Regions from separate parts of the Rattus norvegicus genome. Here region 1 is linked to region 2. The links are chromatin contacts, called in public Hi-C maps. All regions are on one chromosome and are shown on one strand. The core of a region is the stretch at or near the end of the contact, and the rest is flanking DNA. Distances in the headings are between cores, read along the strand shown.

The links. Hi-C and Micro-C count contacts between places; a contact is called where the count stands out from the background.
Region 1: a Hi-C map of liver shows a contact between it and region 2, with 5 times the contacts expected there. The contact joins the enhancer-like site here to the promoter of Slc22a23 in region 2. A contact is called at or near these places in 6 of 12 Hi-C or Micro-C datasets (Schwann cells, frontal cortex, kidney and 2 more) and 1 of 1 datasets of contacts at active chromatin or transcription factors (oligodendrocytes).

The regions. Positions count from the first base shown.
Region 1 is chr17:30,800,621-30,805,091 of GRCr8, reverse strand. All of the region lies in intron 3 of Slc22a23 (solute carrier family 22, member 23), which reads right to left. Among named protein-coding and RNA genes, the nearest start is that of Slc22a23, 53 kb to the right of the region's middle. Within about 2 kb of position 2,876, at least 8 of the 93 cell types and tissues checked have an H3K27ac peak or open chromatin away from gene starts, as enhancers often do. A contact at or near this core is called in kidney and liver, where this site is marked.
Region 2 is chr17:30,747,737-30,751,772 of GRCr8, reverse strand. Slc22a23 (solute carrier family 22, member 23) reads right to left here and starts at 2,328. Exons shown (of 11, transcript NM_022624.1): 1 at 935-2,328. The coding sequence starts at 1,573.

The DNA.
Region 1 (4,471 bases), core at 1,627-4,126, 53 kb before region 2:
CTCAGGCTACAGAGGTCACCCCTGTCTCTGAAATTAAATAACACACACACACACACACACACACACACACACACACGCACACACCAACACATACACACACACGCACGCACGCACGCACGCGCACACAGAGGCACACATACTCACACACACACGCGCACACACCACACACACACACACTCACGCACACACCACACACACACACTCACGTACACACCACACACACACTCATGCACACACCACACACACACACTCACGCACACACCACACACATACACACACGCACGCACGAGCACACAGAGGCACACATACTCACACACATTCAACATGCTGCTGGAGGCTTCAGGAAGTGAGGGATATAGTGTAGTGGTAGAGCACTGGTTTGATACAATTAACCCCTCCCCCCAGGTATCATGAAAAATAAAATAAAAATATGGAAGAAATGGATGACTGGCATACTTACGACACCAAGAATCAATAATTTAGGGAGTGAAGTAGGGCATGAGCTCTTGGAGGTGAGAAAACGGACTCATTCAAGACTAGAGAGCAGTGGGATTGGGTTATGGTCCAAATGCTGGCTAGATCCAGTTCTTTATGAGCTGTTTACATGGAGTCATACGTGTGTATGTGTGTGTGTGTGTGTGTGTGTGTGTGTGTGTACGTGTGTGCATACTTGGGTACATGTAGGAGAAAAGCAAGTGGTGAGCATAGCGATTTGTCATACGTTGCCTTTCAAGTATGGACAACATCAAGCAAGAATACAACTGCACCTGGGCTATGGGTCTAGATGTCTATGAAGCACGTAGGAATGCGCTTCAGGGACTTGAAGGGAAAAATCACTATTGACATGCCTTATAATCCAGTTTTTTCTACCCAATAATAACAAACTACTGCTAATATCAAAAATTATTCTTCTGTACAAAGATAAGGATGAGTCACATTAAGTATAAATTATGATGCTTAAGAATGGTTGAAACAGTAAAACATTTGATGTATATATGTTTTACAACAGTTGAAAATCATTATAAGTTACTTAGCAAGACATATGACACAAGAACAAGATAATATTCTGAGGCTGACATGAATTAAACCCTATGTTTGAAGTATCTCATACTATTCACTAAGTTGAATTAAAGTTGCCTTTGCCACAATTACCTCTGACATGCTTATTGCTTCATCCAAAGGACACTGTTCCATGAATTGCATCATTTGAAAACATGCTGCCCCTTCCTTGGCTCCCTGTGTACCAGCTTATCTGAGTCACCAGTGGCCAGTGAGGGCATTCTTTTCTGTCTTGCTCAACTGATTCTTTACCTGCACCCATCACTCTCCCACACCCTGATCTCTAGGTGATCTCAGCTTTGCTCACAGATTTCAGCTGCTACTTTATGCTGAGGCCCCACATTCCTTGCTGCTGGGACTTGGAATTGGAAGTCATTTCTAAAGCTAAGCTGGGAGATGCTCGCGGGGGAATCACCTTCCTAAAACAGAAATCATCATCTTTCCTTCCCACACCCCACAGAAGAAAGGACGGTCAGTAGCTTCAAACTCAGTAGGACATGGGATCAAAAGTTGTCTCTTATACTTTGAGGGAAACACACACATTCACGTATGCATATACATGTACACGTATGCATATACATATTCGCATCTATCCAGGTGCAAGCAGTTATGTGTTCATCTTTCTGTGTTCTCCTCATACTTCAGTTTTTTTTTATTGGTCTATGGATCCCACTTTGCCCTGGCCTTTATTTATCTCCTCTTCCTTACACAGATACTGCAGCAGGCTCTCAGTTTCTAGCTCAGCCGGCAAGGTTGGCCTGATTACAACTGCTTACAGCCCGAGTGATTCCTCTAAATCAAACATTTAAAGGGTTTCCTCTCTTGCTTGGGCTCCTTCATTGACTTGCTACTATCCTAAGTTCATGGGAGACTTCTCAGGTTTTGTTAGTCATGTTCTAGCCTCCAGACAGGTTCTAATGACCTTCAGTACCCAAAATGCACTAGGCTCCAGCCAAACTCTAATGATCCACAGTACCCAGAAGGCACTGGGCTCCCCTGGTCTTTGAGAACCAGATAATGAACACAAAAGCCAAAGTTCAGTAGTTTCTTTCTGATGCAAATGCTCTTAGTCCAATCAGAGTACATTCCTGATCTTCCCTTCTTGAACTCTGAGTGTCTTGGGAGACAGGAAGGTGTGTGCCTCTGAAACCTCAGAGCCTGATGGCGCCTAGGGTTTAATATATACCCAAGTTGACAAGCTACTATTTCCCTGGCCTTCAAACGTTTCACACAGAAGGAATAAAGGAAGAAGTAGGTCTTACATGAGCTGCCAAAAAAGAATCATTTGAAACAGAACAAATCTGGCATGGCACAGTGATTTGAATAAGAGTCACTGACAGCACAGTTCTATGGCGCTATATAATTTAAGGTGGATTCCTGTCTTCTCAGGCAAGACTATGGCTTTCATTTCATTAACAGCAAACCTTGGCAAACCAGGTATGGTCTCACTTCCCCCACATATGTTTGAAGGTTTTCAAGAAGCCGGGACTCTTAATTTGTTTTCAAAGTGATTGATTTATTTCATTATTTTATTTTCATTCGGGGAGTGGGGGAGGCATCCAAGAGTCTGTCGTACATTGCTTTCTTAGTATCCCAAACTCTTTCTAGGAATTCCAGTTTTCAGCTCTGTGTCCTGTCCTGTCCTGTCTTTGCAGATGAGAACAGAGAATCCCGGAGGGTCTAACCGGATCCCAGGACTTTCCTAAACCCGTAAATGTGCAGTGAGGAAGGGAAATGCAGATGGGGCAGGTGAGGCCAGGTTGTTGACAGGAAAGCAAGGGCTTAGACCACAGGAAAGACAAACTGTTAACCATTAACCCCACCCAGTCACTTCTCCTCTTCTAGGCTGGCCTCTGCAGCCACTCCATGTGACCTCCACCTCCGCAGGATGGAATTCCGCCAACGCTAGTGATTGAGTTTAGGATTCTAAGGTTGTGAAATACTCAAACTGGAAGAGCTTCTCCAGGTGTTTGTTCTTCCTAATCCCCCTCCCCCATTTCTTCCAGGAACGGACCTATGCTTTGAACACATTAGAAAATCCATCCCCTAACCGGAGAAGCTGGCAGATTTTAAGTCATCTGCTGTGGTCACAGTCATCTGAGGGACTCAAGCCACAGCTCAGATCTATCGATTTCCAGACCATTCTATGGATTCTTTTGCTGTATAGACTGTTCTGTTTCAAAGTACAGAGGCAGCATTAGAATTCCAGCATGACAAAACTTGGCCCACAAGGAACCATACAATTTAGTAAGGCTTTTTACTCAGTAGAGAATACAGCTAAGCCCTATAATTTCAACATGCCAAAGGCTCAAAGTATTTGCTGGTTTTGTTTTCCTCCTCTGATTTTGAGATGTATCTATCCTTACCAAATTGAAAGGCCCTTGATAACCAAGCACTTTTTTGTCTCCTAGCTTCTGCAAAGATGAGGCATGAGGTTCTCAGGGAGGCCTTGGGCTTGCATTTTTAGTGTGCAGAAGACACAGCACATCTGCACATGACCTATAGGCCTTCAAAAGTAATTTTGTTTGAAGGACTGATGTAGTTTAAGAAGAGTAGTCCTGGATGGCAAAGCTCACTGTCCACTGTGCTCTGTGCTCTGTACTACAGCATCCTGTCCACACAGGGACTTCATTACTAGCGATATCTATTACTATTCACTGCCCCATTGTGACATAAGGAACTCTGATGTTCATAGACAGGTCGGAGGAAAAGATTTAAAGGCAAGTGCTCCAGTTTAATATTTCCATTTTTTTTTTTTGAGATAGGTTCTCATTTTATAGCCCAGGCTAGCCACGAATTCACTCTGCAGTTTAGGTTAGCCTTGAACTTTTGGCAGTCATTCTATCTCAAGCTCCCAAGTACTAGGGTTATAGGCAGTACCCATCACACACTGTCTCCACACCTCTTCTTTCTCCTCTTCCTCCTCCTCCTCTTCCTCTCCTCCTCCTGCTGTGGATTCTCTAATCATGCCAAGTTGAGCCAGAGGAAAATAATTAAAGTGTGTGTGTGTGTGTGTGTGTGTGTGTGTGTGTGTGTGTGTAGTATGTGTTCAGGTACATGTGCCTATACACATGTGCAAAGCACAGGAAAAAGCTGGGGGTCCTTCTTTATCATCCATTACCTCTTCCCTTAGGACATGGTCTCTCACTGAACCTGCGTTGTGCTGCTGGCCAGTAAGTCTCAGACATTCTTCTGTCTCTGTTTTTCTAAGGTGCTGAGGCCCACGCAACCAAGCCCAACTTCTGAAAGATTATAATTTTTTGTATGCATTTGACTGTGTGTGTGTGTGTGTGTGTGTGTGTGTGTGTTTGTGTGTGTGTGTACACCACATCACAGGTATATCCCTAGTGCCTGCAGAGGCCAGAAAGAGATTTTGAGATGTCGAGAGTGGATTTTCATACAGTTGTGAGAT
Region 2 (4,036 bases), core at 1,079-3,578:
ACTGTCCATTTTCTGGGTGACATACATCTCTCCAAGAACACTCCTGCTATATTACACAGAATGCAAGACCTTTGCAAGGGTCAGGGAGGAGAAAGTGGGAACCAGGTCTCAATGACTCAGACCAGAGCAGCTGCTGTACAAGAGCATCAATGACACCCTGCATGCTTCCCACATCCTCCTATGCTGTGGGACTATTTACTGAAGTCCTGAGAAAGTATTTGAGGGAGTACCCCAACATTGAACTCTACAGTCAGATCTCTGGAAAGGACAGAGCATGGTTGGGATGGGGGCCTGGGGTAGCAAGGAAACTTTTCAAAGGGCTCTGCTTCTTTGTCTGTAACTTGGATTCTTCAACTGGCTTTAATCTGCTCAAGGCACGTGTGGAGTGGCTGACGTCTGCTGGAAAGAATATCTGTGAGTAGAACACTATTTTTCATGGGTAGTTAGTTCTTGGTGGGAGACACAGGGCCACAGCTATGTCCTGGCTCCAAGGAGCAGTCCTAGAAGAGGGACTGAGTCTTCCAAGGCCGCTGCTGAGCCATCAGTGACTGACACCTAGGGAGATAGAGGAGAGGATTTGAACCTTCCGAGAAGGGGCGCCCTTTCCATATGTGTACTGGGACAGGAGTTTGGGTGGAAATTAGAAAAGGCTAAATCGGTTTCTTTGAAGCAGATGCAGCGTCACCGGCACCGCAGAGGGCGGCAAAAAGCCTTGGCTTTACATCCAAGTAAGAGCATCTCATTTGGGGGACAGCTGGGAGCCCAGTCAATGCGGGGTTTGTGCGTACACAGGCTAACATTTCAGGTTCCTCCGCTGGGTAAGTCTGGGACCCAAGTCTGCAGAGAAAGAGATGGAGAGCAGAGAGATGCGACCGAGGTCGGAAGAAAAAGGCTCACAAGAAGAACGCGGGGACGCAGCGGTCGTGGTCCTTACCTTGCTGACCACGTTTTGGACGAGGCCAGTGCGGATGCCGTAGTCCCACGCGTGGCACTCGCAATTTGAGTCGTTGTTCCCTTTGCCTGGAGGGGACGGGAGGGGTGGTGTGTCGCTGCTGTTGCTTCGGTTGCTTGTGGTCCCCCAGGAGGCAGTGGAGAAAGGGGTGGCTGAGGGGCTGGTCCAGTTGCCCATGTCACCCCATCGGCCGGTGACAGTGGCACCCGCCAGCTCGGTGCCTTTGCCGGCCCCGTGGCACCAGAAGTTGGGCTGGTCCAGAAGAAAGGAGTCCGAGAACTGGCTGAAGCCGATGAACAGCGCCGGGATCCAGGTGAGCACCACCAGGGTCTTCTGGTAGCCGCCGCCCAGGCCCCCGAGGAAGGGCAGCACAGAGCCATCGTAGTCCAGCAACAGGAGGCTCGGGGCGGCTGCTGCCGCACAGCAGCTCGAGTGCGGGCCGCCGCTGGGGTGCAGCGCAGGCAGCGGCTGGATCTCCGCGCTGCCCCCGGAGCCCGCGCGACCCCCGAGGGGCGCCGAGGCCGCCGCGTCTCCGGGCGGCAGGGAGCCGTTCTCCTCCGCCGGGGCCGGCTGCCTCCCGGCACCACTACCCGCCGCCTCGCGCCGCCGGTCTATCGCCATGGCCAGGGCCCGCGGCGCCCGCAGAGGCGCATAGAGCGCGGCGGAGCTCGGCGGGCGCCCGGGCACAGCGCCGCCGCCGAGGAGGAGGGCCCGCGGCCGGAGAGAATGCTCCGGGCCCGGTGAGTCAGGCCACCCCCATGTCACCCGCGCACCCCCTCGCCCTGGGCGCCGGGCAGAAGACGTTCGAGCCCTTAGCCTCCGCGGCTCATCCGCGCCGCGGCCCGGGCGCCCGCCGAGCTCCGAGGCTCTCCGCTGCTGCGCGCTGGCCGCGGAGGAGGAGGAGCCCGACCCGCGCCCTTGTCGCGACTCAGGGCCCTGCGGGCACCGGTGCGCGTTGTGCTGGAGCCGCGGGCGGCCGCGGGTTAGGAGGTCCTCCACGGACTTCGGGCGCTCCCGGAAGCCGCGAGCTCGCAGCCAGCCTGGGGAGCCGGCCGCGCTCTCGGCTCACCGAGCTGGCCTCCGCCTCCCGCCCCGGCCCGCCCCCTCTCCCCCCGCCGAGGTGGAGGTAACCGCGGCACCTGCTGCGCCGCTCCTGCGCACGAGCGCCCCCTCCAGCCGGGCTCCGTCGCCGCCGCCTGGACAGACGCAGGGGCGGGGAGAGGGACACCCGGGCCGACGCAAGATCCCCGGCGGTCTCTGGGCTGGACAGGGGTCCCCAAGGAGTCCGCACTGGCGGGGAATGAGGGGATAGGGTCGTCTGCCAGTCTCAAGTCCCACAACCGCAAGGAACCCCGCCCAGGGCACACCGGCTTTCCGTGACCTCTCTTCGTATCCGAGGTGCCCGGTGGCTGGCACCCCACTCCTGGTCCTGAGCCCAAGCGTTGCCTGCCTTCCAGAACAACCTTCTGTGCTTCTTCCAGACTCAAATAAGGCTGCTTTTTATGGCCACGGGTCAGGGGCAAGGAAGCATATTTGACAATTTTAGGTTGACAGCCCCTCCAACGCTGGGTCACACGCGACCCATTGCAGCACCCGCCCCAAATCGCCATTTCTTTCTGTGCTCCAGAATGAATGTCAAATAAACACAATGCTGGATGGCTATACCTTGAAGGGGAGCCACATACTCGATACAAACGTGAATGAGGGCGGCCTGCCCCACCCCCTCCCCAAGGTCTCGGATTCATAATTCCCATGCTGTGTGCACAGGCGCACACATCTACACCTCACAGGAGATCCAAATGCTCTCGGCACTCCAGACTCCAGAGCCAGCCCTTGCCCAGCTAGCACTATATAAATAACACCAGCCCTGCGGCAAACGGCCGCATTAGCATATCTTCTCCTGCTTGCTGGGCTTGACACCAGTGAGAATTATGCGGCTTTCATCTTAGCCTCACTACATTCTGGAGACATTTCATATCCTGAGAAGTTTATTAATGGAATTAATGGAAATCTTAAATGGAGCAATCTATCTCTGGTCTTATTTAGCACAGGGGAAGAAGCTAGCCTTCTCTTTCCAAAAGCATATCCTGCGAGTACACGTATGGGATGCATTCTCTAAGCATCTCCAATATTTGCTCAGCTGCATGTTGTATAATTTAGTGGGAGACTTTTTTTTTAAAGCATGCAGCTCAATGTTCCAGTCAACATGTACTTACTGCTGAAATTCTGGCACGTGGAAGGAACTATTTCTGAAGACTGCCAGAGAGCTGGACTTTGGGGAACCCAACTGTGAACTCTCCTGTGTGGCTGGGAAGAGGAGATTAGATAACAATAGACGGAAGAGACACAGGCTGCAGAGGACACTAAAGGTCTAGGAAACCCAGTCTGCTAATTTAAGCATATTTAATGACATACTTGAATGAGAATGTCATTATGAGACCCATCGCGCTGTATAATGATTATACTCTAATAAAGTGTTATTTTAGAAATCAGTTGGGAGTGACAGTGCACCCTGTCAATACATGTGATCTCCTCCTCCCCCTCCCTTTTCCTCCCTCCTCCTCTTCCTCCTCTTCTTCTTCAATTTCACCTTATTGGTTGGTTTAACTTTTCTTCCCTTCTTTCTCACTTGAAGAGCTAATACTTGGGAATTGCTGACCCCCACCCCCAACAGAACAGAGTCAACACTCAATGAACAAGTATTAGATATTTATTACCGACTCCACCCATTGCACACAACTTACATTTTCTTATCTGAACTGAAATGCAATAGGCCAGGCTTTCTTTCACTCCCTTTCCGTGTTGATTCTTTCAAAGGAAGCCTGCTCGGTGTCTGGTTCTGCTTCCTTTGCCCATCTGCTCACTAGGAACCCAGCTGAAGTTCTGTAACTCATTGCAAAACACAGTCACTGATCTTAACAATGGCTTGTCTAATTGAGATAATAATCATGGGGGACTTCGGAGGGGGTTGCTTTCAGGTCCACAGTCATTCAATTCTTTCATCTAGGGCTGAGATGAAGTGAGCCCTAGATGCTCAACAAACCACTGGTTTTAGATCCCTACTCATCTAACCTCCAGGGTTCT